2 separate regions of the Zea mays genome follow, and region 2 is linked to region 1. A link is a contact called in public Hi-C data. All regions are on one chromosome and are shown on one strand. Each heading gives the region's core, a stretch centred on a gene start, on an enhancer-like site or on the middle of the called end of the contact. The rest is flanking DNA. Distances are from core to core; before and after follow the strand shown.

Region 1 (6,915 bases), core at 3,044-5,543:
TGAAAGTTCTGCTGTTTTGCTTGGGATAGGGGCAATCCTTAATAAAGTGGCCAGTCTTCGCACAATTGAAACAGGCAGTTGATGAACTGGGTAGGGCCGGAAGACGAGTATCAAGGGCACCCGGCTGAGCAGTCTTAGTGGGAACAGTAGATGGGCGAATAAAAAATGGCTATTTAAATGGATATGAGGGTGGACGAGGAGAAGCACGATTCTGATTGAAGGGACGGATAACAAATCTTGTTCGCTTCTCAGGGCCCCAAGACGATCCTTCTCTACCTTCACGTCCAAATCTCTTTGTTTTTCCTTGTCCTAGGTTCTTGGCTTCTACAGATATTGCTGTACTCACGGCTTGGGTGAAGGTGAGACCCAAGCACGCAGCCATCTTCCTTTGCAATCGGTCATTCAGGCCTCTCATGAAGCAATTTATTTTCTTCAGATCTGTATTCACTTGGTCTATAGCATACTGGGATAAGTGATTAAACTTTGCAAGGTATTGCATCACGGTGTCATTACCATGCCTTAGCTGCACAAATTCCTCAAACTTCATTTGCAAAACGTCGTCTGGAATATAATGGTCTCTGAAGGCCAGCTTGAATTCAGCCCAGGTGACGACATGATCTTCTGGTTGTATGGCGACAAAATTCGCCCACCATGTACTTGCGGGACCTCGCAGCTGCTGGGCGGCGAACAGAAGCTTCTGAGTTTCGTTACAATGGATTAGACCGAACTTTTGCTCCATGACATGGAGCCATTCATCCGCTTCCAGAGGTTCTTCTGCCTTCACAAAGACAGGTGGACGAGTTTCCAAAAAGTTCGCATAGGTGGTTTCTCTGGGCATATGATTTGGTCCACGGCCCCCATGCTAGTTGTTCTGATTCCCCGCCATCTCACGGAGAAGTCTAGCATTATCAGCCGTTGCATTTAACAATGCAGCAATGGCCTCGGCCAATGTTGGAGGCACAAGTGGTGGAATGGGAGCTTCCTCCCCTCCCCCACGAGAGGTTCCAGCTTCATCCTGCCCTCGAGTTCTCATTGGCATCTGAAGAGAAAGAAAAAAACACACTTTATTATTACACCATAACAACTACAGTCCTTTGTTACATTATTCAACCCTTACTTAATACAGACTCTAGTCTCAAACCAAACTTACTGTCCTTTTATAACTTAAATAGGAAAAGAAACAACCTACTACAATACTATTCTAACCCTACACGCCGTTCACCGTACGGAACCCTGCATAGGTTTCGGAAGGACATCCCTCTTCATGATCCACTAGAGGAGGAGCAGCAGGGATGTTCATGATGTCCTCCAGTCCTCCCTCACCGGCTTGTGGAGCACCAGCTTCCACTGCAGCATTCTCAGGCGGTACGTATGGGTGCAGTTGGTCGTACAACACGTACACACCCTCATGCAGAACGTTGTATCACACCTGTAGATCTTCCAAGGCCACACGCAGCTCATCCACTCGGTTTTGAGCAGCTGCTTCACAATTCCATGCTATGGATCGGGAGCTTGTGGCACAATCTATGGCGTCATCCTGCTTCCTAACCTCCATTTGCAGACGCTCAACCTCCCTTGTCAGCTCTGCAATGCGACGATTAGCATTTGTTCGCTCCCGACTACTGTGCCTAAGTTCAGTGGAGAGTCGCTGCACCCTTGCCTCCAGTTTCCCTATGGGGTCATTACTCCCACTGCTGCTTCCTTCATGGCGGGGAGCTAGCTGATGACGAGGGACACCCCGTGGTCTAGCAGCCTTCCGTTGTGTGGTCTTGATGCGTGCCATTTACTAAAAGCTAGAGGGAAAGGTATTTAATATTATGTAAACATGATGCATGCTTTGTCCTACTATCATACGAATCAACTAACTATTGATACCATATATTCCCACTATATATAGAACCTATTATTTTGCACTCTGACACCCATCTTCCTAGAGGGTAAGTTACTACCAGAATAGATCAAGGTTAGAATGAAAGAAAGGAAAGTTCTTTAAAACATTTTGAAGTACAAAGTAATGTCTTAAGATATGGGTATTCGCTCCGATACCAGCTGCGGTGGAACCTCCCAAGATATTAGGCCCACCTGCACCTGTCCTGGTCCCCAAGGACCTCAAACAGCCGCGCAGATGCACCTAACAGCTTGTTAGGACCTGGATCTTGCACCTTCTTCTTCATCTCCCGAGAACGATTTACCCAGATCGCAGACATTACAACATAATCGGAGAATACGCGGAAACATATATAATAACTTAGTTCATACACATTTATTTAAGTAGTAAGATAGAGAGTACTTATTACAATATACTAAAAACTTATTACATAACGAGAAGGTTTCAGCTTTCCAACCTACAGCCTCACGGTTCCTCTTCATGTTTGGGAACCACCTTAGTGCAGAAGCAACAAAAATCCACGAGCTCTTCACCTAAAACAACATGGGCAAAGCCCTGAGTACGAAATGTACTTCCGCAAGTCTTACCCAACAAAATAAAAAGACTCTCAAGGACATGCTGGCTAATTAGGAATCAAGGTAAGGCTCATCAAAAATCAAGGACTCATTTTGCATAAAAGCTTACTAAAGTTGGTCCTTAAGCTTTCATTTTATTACCAAGATAAATAATTTCCTGAATCTAGATTAGCCTAGTCTAGAGCAATCACTTGGCCTAATCTAGCTTTCTTTTATTACTTCCCTTCAATTCATCTATAACTTCTTGATCTACGGTAGTAAGTCGTAGAGTAGAGTCTCCTTAACCAAGGAGTACCGACGATTCGAACCGATTGAACCTAGCTGGGGATCCCTAACCACACGACATATGTAGCACTTAACCCTTGCATATGCCAACCTGCACCCGGGTTTCTCAAGACCAGAACGGGTTCCCGCGACCCGAGAGTACAGATCACCCCACCGTCCAGCCTCTTGCCACGGAGGGTACAAGCTACTCTCGCCATCTCCCATGCCCAGTGTGGGCGAGCTGTTCTGGTATTGGTCCAGCCAAGATTAGGCTTACCCTGTCCCATACCAGGGCATGTGGATAGTTAAAAATTCTCTACTTACTGGCCTACGGCGGACGGTCCTTAATCGACATAGACGGAGACACTACACCGAGACTCTCTTCTCGTGCAAGTCACCCGCCCGGTCTCAATTTATCCAAACCTTTTTCCCATTTTTGGTACCCGATAGGGGTACTCTTTTCCAATGATGAACCCATCAACGTCTTGATGAATCCATCACCATAAGTTTGTTTTTATTTTTCAAACAAAAACCCATAACCAGTGTAACACATCATTCTTTTATAAAAACAAATCATTTTTAAGTTCCTAAGCAGGGCTAAGCATTCTCAATTCTTTTTATAAAACAGGGATCATGAAATTTCCAAGGAAAGGTAATGCATCAATTTTTTTATCACACAACTCCTATCACCTAATGCATCATAACAAGTGAGAAAAGCTTTTTAAACAACAAGGAAGGGGTAAATGCACTGGGGCTTGCCTTCCGTTTCCAGAAAGACTGGTCCTTCTCCACAAATGTCAAAATAGAGATTTTCTTCTACTTAAGGCCCTTCTGGTTGAGAGACAGCTTCTTCTTCTACTAATACATCCCCTTCGTGCTCTATTCGAAGTACAACATATGGATGCTTATGGTATGCCATGAATATGCAATTTATAATAAGGAAACAAGAAATACTTTTCTTAAGAATAACTTTTCTTCATGGTGCTTATGAACCATGAGAGCTATCGGACAATAAGCCTTTTTAAGCCTAGCATAACTATTACTATGCAGTGGCCAAGCTTAGCAAATCTTAACATTCTTATTTGAGCTTTTGGAACCTAATTTTTCTCTTTTTTAAAAAAAATGGGTGTTCTCTTGGGTTATAACTGGTTTTCTGATTAAACAGTGCCCAAACCAGTTCAAACTTCACCTAAGGTTTTTAATAAATATATCAAGCTCACTCAAAGGTTTTCATGATTTTTGGAATTCCTAATACTCTTTTAAAATTCTTAAAAGCCTTTTCCAAGTACTTTTAAATATTAGATAATCTACTGGTTACAAGAAAAATCCTAAAACTATTTTTAATAAATTCTACTAGAATTTAGACATCTAGCAAAATTGGTTTCATATTTTTACCATTTTTTTACTATTTTCTATAGATTTTGCAAGCTACCAGAAAAAGAAATGGAGAAACAATGAATAGTACTGGACCGAATCGGGCACGAGTCGGCCCACGGAAAGCAGAAGCGCGCGCCCGCGCTCGCGTCAGCGCGACTTTGCAGAAACACCCGCAACAGTTCAGCTATTCAATAAAGAGTCCTAGATACTATTCCCTGTGTCGCTGACTTCTTCACTTAAACCCTCCGCTTTTCTATTCTTCTCAAGCGCTGGTCCCCGGACTCTGGTCGAACACCTGGCCGGACCGCGCGCGCTCATCGCCGGCGACCCCTAACAACGGTAGCAAGCACACAGGCACCATCCTAGAGGCTTCCTGGACATGCCACCGAGACTATTTCGACGAGCCCGCGCCTAGAGCTTGTTTGCTCGCGACGCCGGCGGAACCAGTACTCCGGCGAGTTCGTTCCGAGCAACAGAACGTGGTAGCGTTTAGAATAAGGGTAGGGAGAGCATCACTGGCTCACCAGAGGCGCGATACACACACGAATTTGAACGGAGCAAGTACTAAAGAGCCCGTCAACGTTCGGGGCGTTCACGGCGGCGTTCCCGGATGACAACGTAGTGTTCTCGGAGTTTTGTAGTGATAGCGTTCAATTGGCCGGGCCCATGAGCATCTAGAGACCATAAGAATACTAAAACGAAACGCAGAGTAGGATTTAACCTGGATCACTTTGGCCACGGCGAAGCTACACTCGGCGGCGTTGATGACCGTGTTCGGGAAAATCCGGTGACTGTGGGCTACGGGGAATGAAAAGAGCTAGCTGAGGGTGGGTTGGGCGCGTAACAAAGAGACGGAGTCGGGAGTGCCTTCAATTTAAAGGTCCCGGTCGGGCTTATCACGAATTTTGATTGGGGATCAGTTCACGGCGGCCTGGATATTTTACGGTGACTTGCTCACCGTGGCGTGCGAGGAGGAAATGGTTCGGGGGGGGGGGGGGGGGGGGGGGGGGGGTAACTGACGGCTTGCCACAACCTTTACGACGTGGAGAATGCCTTGCTGTGTGGCACGACCGAGTGAAACGGCAAGCTCCAGTGATGCCAACTTGGCCGACCGCGCGGGCAAGTGGGCATGACGGCCGGACCAGCTTGCGACCGAATTCACCCCACCACTGATCTTTTCACCCTTCCCCAGTGTTATCCACTCCTCACTAAGCATGAATCTCCCAGGAAAAACTCGGATCCCAGCGTGAATTCACCGGCGGCGGGTGCACTACACCTGTGATCTTCTTCAGACCACTGTTCACTCTGAATTTCCCTTCGAAGTCGCCTGACAACACATGTTTGAGACACTTTTACTCCCTGCTCTAGGCAGTAACACAGCTACCTTCCTTTGACAAAGTTGTACTCCAATATATGGTCTCCAACCTTGTCACAGTGACCTAAGTCTTAACTCCACTGGATTAGTCACAACCTGGCTCCAAAGTTGATCCAATGTCACTGATCATCCAATTTTCAGATTGTTTTAGTATGACAACTCAACTTTGATGATGTTTTACACTGTGTTCCATATGGTTCTAGGGCTAAGTCCCTGACATAACTTTATACTACTATAGTAGCTCTACATCTTTGCTATTATGGTCCTTATCAAAATGTTTATGGATTCCAAGTTGCAAAGGTCCAAAGATGAGTAAAACACACTATTTCAGGGTTGCTACTCTAGGAGTGTTGGTGGAACATTGCATTGTACCCTAATTTTTACTACTAAACTTGGAAATCTCCAAATATAAAACTTGCTTAGTTTTTGTTACTCTACAACTTTAGTATATAAAACTTTGGCAAAAACTGGCCAGAACTCAAAATCCTTTCTAGGGTACTAATTAGGGATTCTGGGCTCAAAATCACTTTCCATAGATCTCATCTCTTCAACCCTCTTACCCCTTGGGCACCACCACCCAACTTAGCAAGACCGCTTCTTTATCCTTAAAAGTATGGAGTCAACATGCTACTAGCTCACGGTAATTCTATCTCTCCTACCCATTTAAGCATTAGACTTAAGCTAAGTCCTATACACAAACAACATCACATCACCCATTTTTTTGTGATTTTACCTAGTGAATGCAATCTAAATATATCACAAGCAATGAAATGCCCATGCATATGATGCCATGTCAGTGTTTTAGTTCTCGTAAAACCAGGGGTGTTACAGTTATGTCTGACGGTCTCCTAGGATTTTAACCGACGGCCTCTGCCCGCACCGTTTCATTCTGTCTCCTGCTCCCACATGTCCACCAGCCGCCGCCGCCGCAAAGGAGTCGCCGCCACCGACAATGAGCCATCGCCTCCGCCGCAAGGTGCTGCCCGCGCCGCCCAAGCGGCTCCCGGCGACCTCCTGCCCCGCCCCGACGCCCAGCCACCCGAGCACGAGCCCGTGGCCGCCTTCGTTATCATCCCGACACCACTAGAGCTGCCCCGACGCAGCTCGCGCCTGCCCGAGCCTCTGCCCCCGTCCCCAACACCGTCGGCGCTCGCTTCACCGGCTCAACGTCCGGCTAAGTGAGTAATTTTATGATTTTTAGTATAATTTTGTATATGCATATAAATTGTTTGCTAGTAGTCATGTTTGGTTTTGTTGTGTCCGACGGCTTGAGTTAACTATGTAATTAAATTAGCTTGTTTTAGTTTATTTATTAGTGCTTATATAATTGAAACTTTTAATTTCCGAGGGTAATTATTAAGCCCTCGGAAATAAGGTTGTTTTATTTGATTTAGAGTCCTGTGAAATGATTTTTCTGTAGTGATATTGTATTAGTG
Region 2 (7,759 bases), core at 2,764-5,263, 300 kb before region 1:
GCTTGAGGTGTCCGCTGTACTGCACGGCGATGAGCAGGCGGTAGCAGTAGTAGGTGAAGGAGGTGTACTTGGTCCAGACCATGAACCGCGGCACGCTGTGCACGTAGAAGCCGCCGGTGAGGAGGTATGCGAGCATGATGACGGTGACCAGCGTGGACGCGCGCTTGGCGTCCATCATGAGTGCGCCGACGGCGAGGCCGAGGCCGCCGGCGACGAGGACGTAGGCCAGGACGACGGCGAGCGTGAGCGCGAACGCGACGGGGGACGGGTTGAGCGCCGCCATGAGGTAGACGACGACGGTGAAGGCGGTGGGCAGGGCGAGCTCCATGGGCAGGTCCCCCGCGGTGCGGGCCAGGAAGTAGGACGAGAGCGCGTACATCCCCGAGGCGCGCTCGCGGGCCAGCACCGGGCGCTCCTGCGGGAACGCGAACACGGCGTTGAAGGAGGCGAAGACGCCCCAGAAGATGGAGGCGAAGAAGAGCAGGCCCAGGCGGTCCTGCACCGCCAGCGGCGACGAGCGCCACCACATGGCGCCCGCCACCAGCGCCGGCGCCATGATCTGGAACACGCGCAGCGACGCGAACGCCTCGTGCCGCCGCTCCTTGAGGCTGCGCCGGAGCAGCACCGTGAACTGGTTGCACCAGCTCGTGCTGCAGCTCTCCGCCGCCTCGCCGCCGCTCTGCACGTGCGGCGGCGGTGGCGGCTCCGCGGCCACGACGGAGGCCTTCACCCTCGGGGCCAGCACCTTGTTGTAGGACGAGATGAGCGACTGCTTCACGCTGCTGCCGCCTTGCTGTTGTGTTGTGACGGCATTGTAGTCTGCCTGGGCGAAACCTGTTCAAAATAAATTTTGAGAAAAATTCTCTTGGAGGCGGGGCCCAGTATAACAATTTCTCATCGAGTATTGCCATGCCATCGTGCTAGCTTTGGTCTGATGTGCTGGTGCACTGAGCTAATGAATGAATAAAAAAAAGAGGTGAGGGTGCCCCCGGCCCAACTCCAAAATAAAGGCAAAAAGGGGGGGCAGAAGAGATCGAAAGTGGCCTAGGCTCCAGAAACAGGGCAATTCTGCAGAGGGAAACGATATGATTCCTCCTGTCTAAAGCCAGCATGAAGCAGGGCATATGTTTCCAAGTCTAGCGTGCATACATATCCAGCGATCGCATGCATATATGTTAAGGTCACTGCCTATCTCGAGCAGCTTTACTCATTCTCACCTCTCGTTCCATCGTCTAAACAGTGCAGTACACAATGGAGAAATAGTGTTTTGACACCCATATGCACCTCTCCTTTATTCCCATTATACATGGATTGTTAAGATTAGAAAAAATTTGGAAAAACTTTAATTTGCTTGGGATTTAAACTTACACAATCTCAGTCAATCCACATATATTGAGAGCTAACCGAACAAGGTCTTAGTTGTGATGGAAGTTTATACCAAAATGTTCGTTCCTATGGATTTTTTTATCTCTCTTCATCAACATAATACCGTGTATTAGCACCATAATAAAAAAAAGAGGCAATTAGTAAAGGAAACCAGATCCAACTAAAAGCTGCCGCGAGTGTCGGAAGATCCATCCGTCATGCACACTCGCCTGTGCTAGACGACCAGGGATGTGTTTGCGTACGTGTTGCGTACTTGGGTTCACAGTAATGTATGGAGCTCATCCGCAACTTTCTCTGTACTATACACTAACAATTAATCGCCTGTGTTTGGACAAAACCAAACCCCATGTTGGTGACTGTCGACGCGCGTCGTTTACGAGTGGCCTATGCCGAAACAGGTCTTGGAAGTTGGAACACAGGGATGCTTTCAACTCGATCTTTGGGTGGTAGTCCGAACTGAGTGGTGATATATATACACACACCTGCGAATATCTATTACTGCATCTATTTTAAATTATAAGTCATTCTGGTTTTTTAGATATATATATATATATATAACTTTTCTCTCTCTCTCTACGTATACCTAAGTATCTAATACGTTGAGGCTAGAATGGTTTAGGATTGAAAAGAACGTGAGCATCTACCATTCCGTGGGAGGAGGAGCCACTGGGGTAGTGTCCTAATTCCCACCTTCAGACCTTCAGTGACAGGTGTCCCTTAGATGTTTTTTTTTTTCAACCTTAAAGTGCTTTGCAGAAAGGAAAAAGAAAGCGAGAGAACACTATGGATGCAAGAGGCACTACTCACCCCCCTCTCTCTCTCCACTCCTTTTTTTTCCTCTCATGCCTCTCTCTCTCTCTTCTTTGTTCGGTGCACTCCACACTCACTCGATGTTTTGCTTGTCTCCGGCCACTTGATGAATCTAGTCCTCACAATTGCAGAAAACGGTAGCAATAAGAACACACCAACACGGACTCTAGCTATAGTACTTCTGACTTCAACGCCACTTTTCCTCTCCATCTTAACACGATGTATATGTATATCTCTTTCTGTTGGTGCATGCCGTCGCTCAATTGCATGCCAGAATTTAGTACTCGATCTATTGATGCATGTCTCTAAGGCTGATTTGGTGACCGAGAATCCCGAGGGGAAGAAATCCTCTTGCTATTCAAAATTGAATTGCAAGGGGATTCCTCCCCCATGGATGCCTAGGGATCCCTAATCACCAAATCAGCCCTAAATGTGTGTTTCAACTCTTTAAAATTCTTCTGATTAGTTAAGACGATGAATAGATCGAAACTGAAACAGCTAGAAGAGAGAGACACGCATGCAAGGCAAAGCTGCAGTAGCCTGTGGCGTAGGCACACGTACATAATACGATGACTCACCATTTGCGAGGTCGAGCATGAAGTCGGCCGGGTTGACGTGGAATCCCGGCGCGAAGCCGACGGACGCGAAGTAGTCCATGGCGTCACGCCCGGCGCCGAAGTAGAGGCAGCTGCCCTCGGCGAGCAGCAGCACGGAGTCGAACATGCGGTAGACGCGGGAGGACGGCTGGTGCACGGACAGGACGACGGAGCGCCCCTTCCGCGCCAGCGCCGACAGCGTCGCCACGAGGCGCGCCGCGGCGGTGGAGTCCAGCCCCGACGTGGGCTCGTCGAGGACCAGCAGGCTCGGGTTCACCAGCAGCTCGTGCCCGATGCTGACGCGCTTGCGCTCGCCCCCGGACACGCCGCGCACGAAGGCGTTCCCGACGATGGTGTCGGCGCACGCGCCCAGGCCCAGCTCGCCGATCACGGCCTCGGCCGCCGCGGCCTTGGCGGCGGCGGGCGCCGACCGCGGCAGCCGCAGCATGGCGCAGAACGCCAGCGTCTCGCGCACCGTCAGGTGCGGGTGCAGCACGTCGTCCTGCGCCACGAACCCCGTGCGCCGCTGCACGGCGCGGCACGGGGGCCGCCCGCCCGCCAGCACCGTCCCGCCGTGGTGCCCCGCCAGGCGGCCCCCCAGTATGGACAGCAGCGTCGACTTGCCGCTCCCCGACGGGCCCAGCACCGCCAGCACCTCCCCGGGCCGCGCCTCGCCGGTGATCCCCTTCAGGATCGTCCGCTCCTCCGGCGCCGCGGCGCCGGAACCGGAGTGCGATATCCGCCCGCCCGGCGCCGCCTTCGAGGACCGCTCCGTCTGCTTCACACGGTACGACACGTCGATGAACTGCAGACAAACGACGACGACGACATGGATGAGGGATTCAGTTCAGTTCACTCCAATGGCGTGTCGAGTGGCCAAGTCGTCCTCTGGCTAGTCGATCCTAGCTAGGTCGCAGCGCAGGCATACGACGTACCTGGAGGTTGAGCGGCGTGCAGACGGCGGTTAAGAAGCAGTCCATCTTGGACGCCGCCGGGGCTGTCATGGCGAGCCCGCCGCTGCTCCCGTGCACGTCTTGGGCGTTAGGAGGCATCGCGCGTGGCAGCTAGCACCCGAACAAAGCAGGAGACCAACGGCTGCAGCAAGAACACAGCAGGATTGGGTGGTGTGGACGGGGACTGGGGATCGAGGTGGCGCCGAATCGGGAGCGCTGCTGCTGGCATGCGCTGCTGTTGCCTGGCGATAGAGGGAGTGTGAGGAGGAGACCGGGGCAGCTAGCAGAGTGATGAGGCGGAAGGCGAGAGGCGGGGCGCGGTATATATGGAGGCGGCCAGGCGCGCGGCGGGTGGTGGTGAGGTCCACCACCCACGTCACGGCGAGGGGGGCACGTGGCGGGAGGTCGGGAGGGCGCGGCGAGTGGAGCGGCGGGCCCACCCGCGGAGCACGGAACGGAACTGAGCGGCTCTTGGACACCGGTCATCCCAGTCCCAGTGCTGTGCAACGGCGGCAGACAACCGGGACACGTTTGCTATATTGCTACACCGGGATGGGGGTTTGCCTTTGCTGGGGAAGGAAGGCCACACCAAATTGTGGCGACTAGTGAGTGGTAGTAGTGGGGCGGCATGTGCACAACCTATAGCAGCAGCCGCTGGCTGTCTCGTGCTCGGATGCTGCTTCGTATCCAGTCCATCTCTTGTTTTCCGTGCAGTAATGCTAGAACCACCTTAGGCTATTATCAATCATTCAATCTAATATTTTATCACAATAAACTGTCATATCATATTGAATTACATAACTGTTCGAACCAAAAGTGAGCGAGCGGACGGTCCGGCCCTGAGGCCGGACGGTCCGCGGTCCGGACGGTCCGCGTCTGTGTGCCGGACGGTCCGCGCGTGCGCAGAACAGATTAGGGTTCCGAGTTTTGTGCTGCGGTTGTTAGCTATATTCGCGGGATTAGCTCGGAATCAGTTGTGTAAAGGGTCCAGCCCCCCCCCCCCTCTATAAATAGAGAGGTCTACGGCCGATTTGTGATCATCAACAATCGAATCAATACAACTTTTATTCGCATTTTATCCTAGGAGTAGTTCTAGTCTAGTTTAGGTTTAGCCACTCGATCCCCAAATTCTCCGCCTCTCCTCGACTCTACGTCGATTAGAGGAGTCTAGGTCGGCCTGCCCGAGCCTAGACAACCCCTAGGATCTCTCCTCCCCGACGGGGTCCCTCCCGGGAGCGAGATCCAGGCGCCGCCGGCGATCTTCCGCCGCCCCTGCGTACGCGCGGACCGTCCAGCCCTAGGGCGCGGACCGTCCGGCCGTCAGGCAGAGAAGCCCTAGCCGCGCACCAGGCCGCGGACCGTCCGGCCCCAGGCCGCGGACAGTCCGCCCCTGCGCAGAGAGTACACCGCGCCTCGCACCAGGCCGCGGACCGTCCGGCCCCACGCGCGGACCGTCCGCCCCTGTGCAGAGAGCACCGCCGCCGGTTCTTCTTGAGTATTTGGCACTCCGAAAAGGCGTCAACATACTTTTTGGCGACTCCGCTGGGGACGACATATCTAAGCTTATCAAATCGGCCCTCAATGGCCGGTTCAAGGGATAGCTCTGATATTTCTCCAAGCAACATCATAGAGCCGACTTGGGAAACCTTGCCGGCTGACGAGCAGCTCCAGTTCGAGGAGCACAAGGAGCGGATGATCCAGGAGGCGAAAGCAAAGTTCTTGGCCAACTTCAAAGTGGACAGGAACAACAAGGTCGTCCGACATCGGGCGACGGATCCGGCTTCGCTCCAACCCACGCCAGATATCCCCAATGTAAGTAATACCAACGATCTGCAATCTCTTAGAAATTATGTAGAAGATCAGCGTGAACAAATGCAGAACATCATAGGGGGTATGCAAAGCGATCTTAAGAGACTAGTACGTGCATTTGATAAATCTAGTACCGCAAATTTTCCTTCACACGAGGTTGAGTTAGGAGATAACGCGTGTAACCCATCGGCTACAGGTTGTCACGACCAGTCACAACCCCTGTATGGGATGCCGATGGACACATACCCTAAGCAACCGCAAATCGGCAGCAAACCAGCCGATCTGCACATGCCCGGACCGTCCGCACGTGAGCGCGGACTGTCCGGGCCAGCAACAGTCGGGCCTATTTTTAATGAGTTACCTAGATATGCGCCCGAGCCACCACACACGGCACAGAACCCAAACTACCCAGTCGGACGGTCCGCATACAACCACGGACGGTCCGGGTACGTATCCGGACAGTCCGCGCATGAGTCTTTTGAGGAGGATTATTACATGAATCCTCGCCCGTCCCAGCAACACTTCCCATCACACCATGCGATGCACCAGTCCATTAATTCAGGATCCAAAGCCCAGGAAAGCTTTCCGGCCCCACCTAGAAGGCCGGAAAGAAACGATCAAACCTATGACCCATATAGGGCAAATGAAAATGCACCACGTAACTCAAACCAATGGGGGGAAAGACAACATGCTAATGTCCAGCCAACCCCACCTATGTTTGACCAGAGAGCCGGTGGTCTCGCACCGGCTGCCATTGATATAGTAAGGGAAGAAATAGCCGGGGCGTTCCGAGATAAGCTCGGAGTAAGCATGGTCCCTGGGGGGCAATCATATCGGAAACCTTATGACAGCCGATTTGATCACCACCCATACCCACAGGGAACCAGGATACCCGAATTCGCAAAATTTTCGGGTGATCAAGGGAAAAACACGCGTGAACATATAGGCCAGTTCTTAGCACAATTGGGAGAATTGGCCGACACAGAGGCATTTCGCGTACGTTTATTTTCATTATCACTAACAGGAACCGCGTTTGCATGGTATGCCACTTTACCTCCTAATTCCATTTCATCATGGGGGGATCTAGAACAAAAATTTCATGATCATTTTTTCTCCGGTGATTATGAATTGGATTTGGTAGATTTAGTGTCATTGCGACAGACAAAAGATGAATCGATTAATGATTACATCCGGAGATTCCGAGATACAAGAAACCGATGCTTTCAAATTCATTTAGCAGAGAAACAGCTAGTGGGATTAGCTTTTAATGGTCTGCGATATTATTTAAAAGAAAGGTTAGAAGGCATCCAATTCTTTACACTAGCACAATTACACCAGAGAGCTTTGGCTTGTGAAAGCCGAAGCAAAGAAACTACTAAAACAATTCGTCACAACGTACATGTAGTAGAATGCGATCAAAGTAGCTCAGAAGACGAATCAGCAGAGGTGTATGCTGCTGAAATGGTTTGGCCAAAGCAGGCCAAATCTTCGGCTTGTGCCTCCTTACAGCCGGTTCAAAAGAAACGGCAAGAGGAGGTTAAGTTTACATTTAATGTTGGTAAGTGTGATAGGATATTTGATGAATTACTTAAAAATGGCAACATTAAAATAAATCACACTGTTCCATCCGCCGACGAGCTAAAACGTCGTGCATATTGCAAGTGGCATAACTCATTTTCTCATGCCACTAATGATTGTAATGTGTTCCGTCGACAGATTCAATCGGCCATTAACGAAGGACGATTGAAATTTCAGGAAATGCAGGTGGATACAGAGCCCTTTCCGATGAACATGATTGACTTCGAGGGCAAGAAAGTCCTAGTTCGGCCAAACACAGCCGATAAAGGCAAAGAGACAATCATCGGCACTGCTAAAGAGACCGATGGGGATCGTAAAGTTTCTTGCAGGAAAGTGGTGGCCGAGAAGACTCCCGATGGAGGGGAGACCCTAAAGGTGACCATCACAGCCTCCAGTACCGGGGGGCAAGCGCAGACAGGGAGACAGATGCAGGAGCCCGTGCTGCGTATCCCGGACGGTCCGGCACGTAGGCGCGGACGGTCCGGGACCCCACCGGACGGTCCGGAGAGCTCCGGCGGACGGTCCGGCCATACTCAGGATTCACAACGTCCACGTACTTTCAAACCACGACGACCAGAGATAGGTACGTGGAAAACAAATACATTCAAAGCAGCTGGTCGGTTGGTT

What was found. A called contact is a pair of places that touch in the nucleus more often than the background predicts.
Region 2: a Hi-C map of tassel shows a contact between it and region 1, with 4 times the contacts expected there. The contact joins the promoter of LOC100384206 here to the enhancer-like site in region 1. A contact is called at or near these places in 3 of 25 Hi-C or Micro-C datasets (leaf and tassel).

What each region holds. Positions count from the first base shown.
Region 1 is chr2:136,918,354-136,925,268 of Zm-B73-REFERENCE-NAM-5.0, reverse strand. No RefSeq gene overlaps it. Among protein-coding and RNA genes, the nearest start is that of LOC111591033, 23 kb to the right of the region's middle. Within about 2 kb of position 4,293, at least 12 of the 20 cell types and tissues checked have an H3K27ac peak or open chromatin away from gene starts, as enhancers often do. A contact at or near this core is called in leaf and tassel, where this site is marked.
Region 2 is chr2:137,214,368-137,222,126 of Zm-B73-REFERENCE-NAM-5.0, reverse strand. It overlaps LOC100384206, which reads right to left and starts at 4,013. Exons shown (of 3, transcript NM_001357510.1): 1 at 3,728-4,013; 2 at 2,775-3,597; 3 at 1-834. The coding sequence starts at 3,844.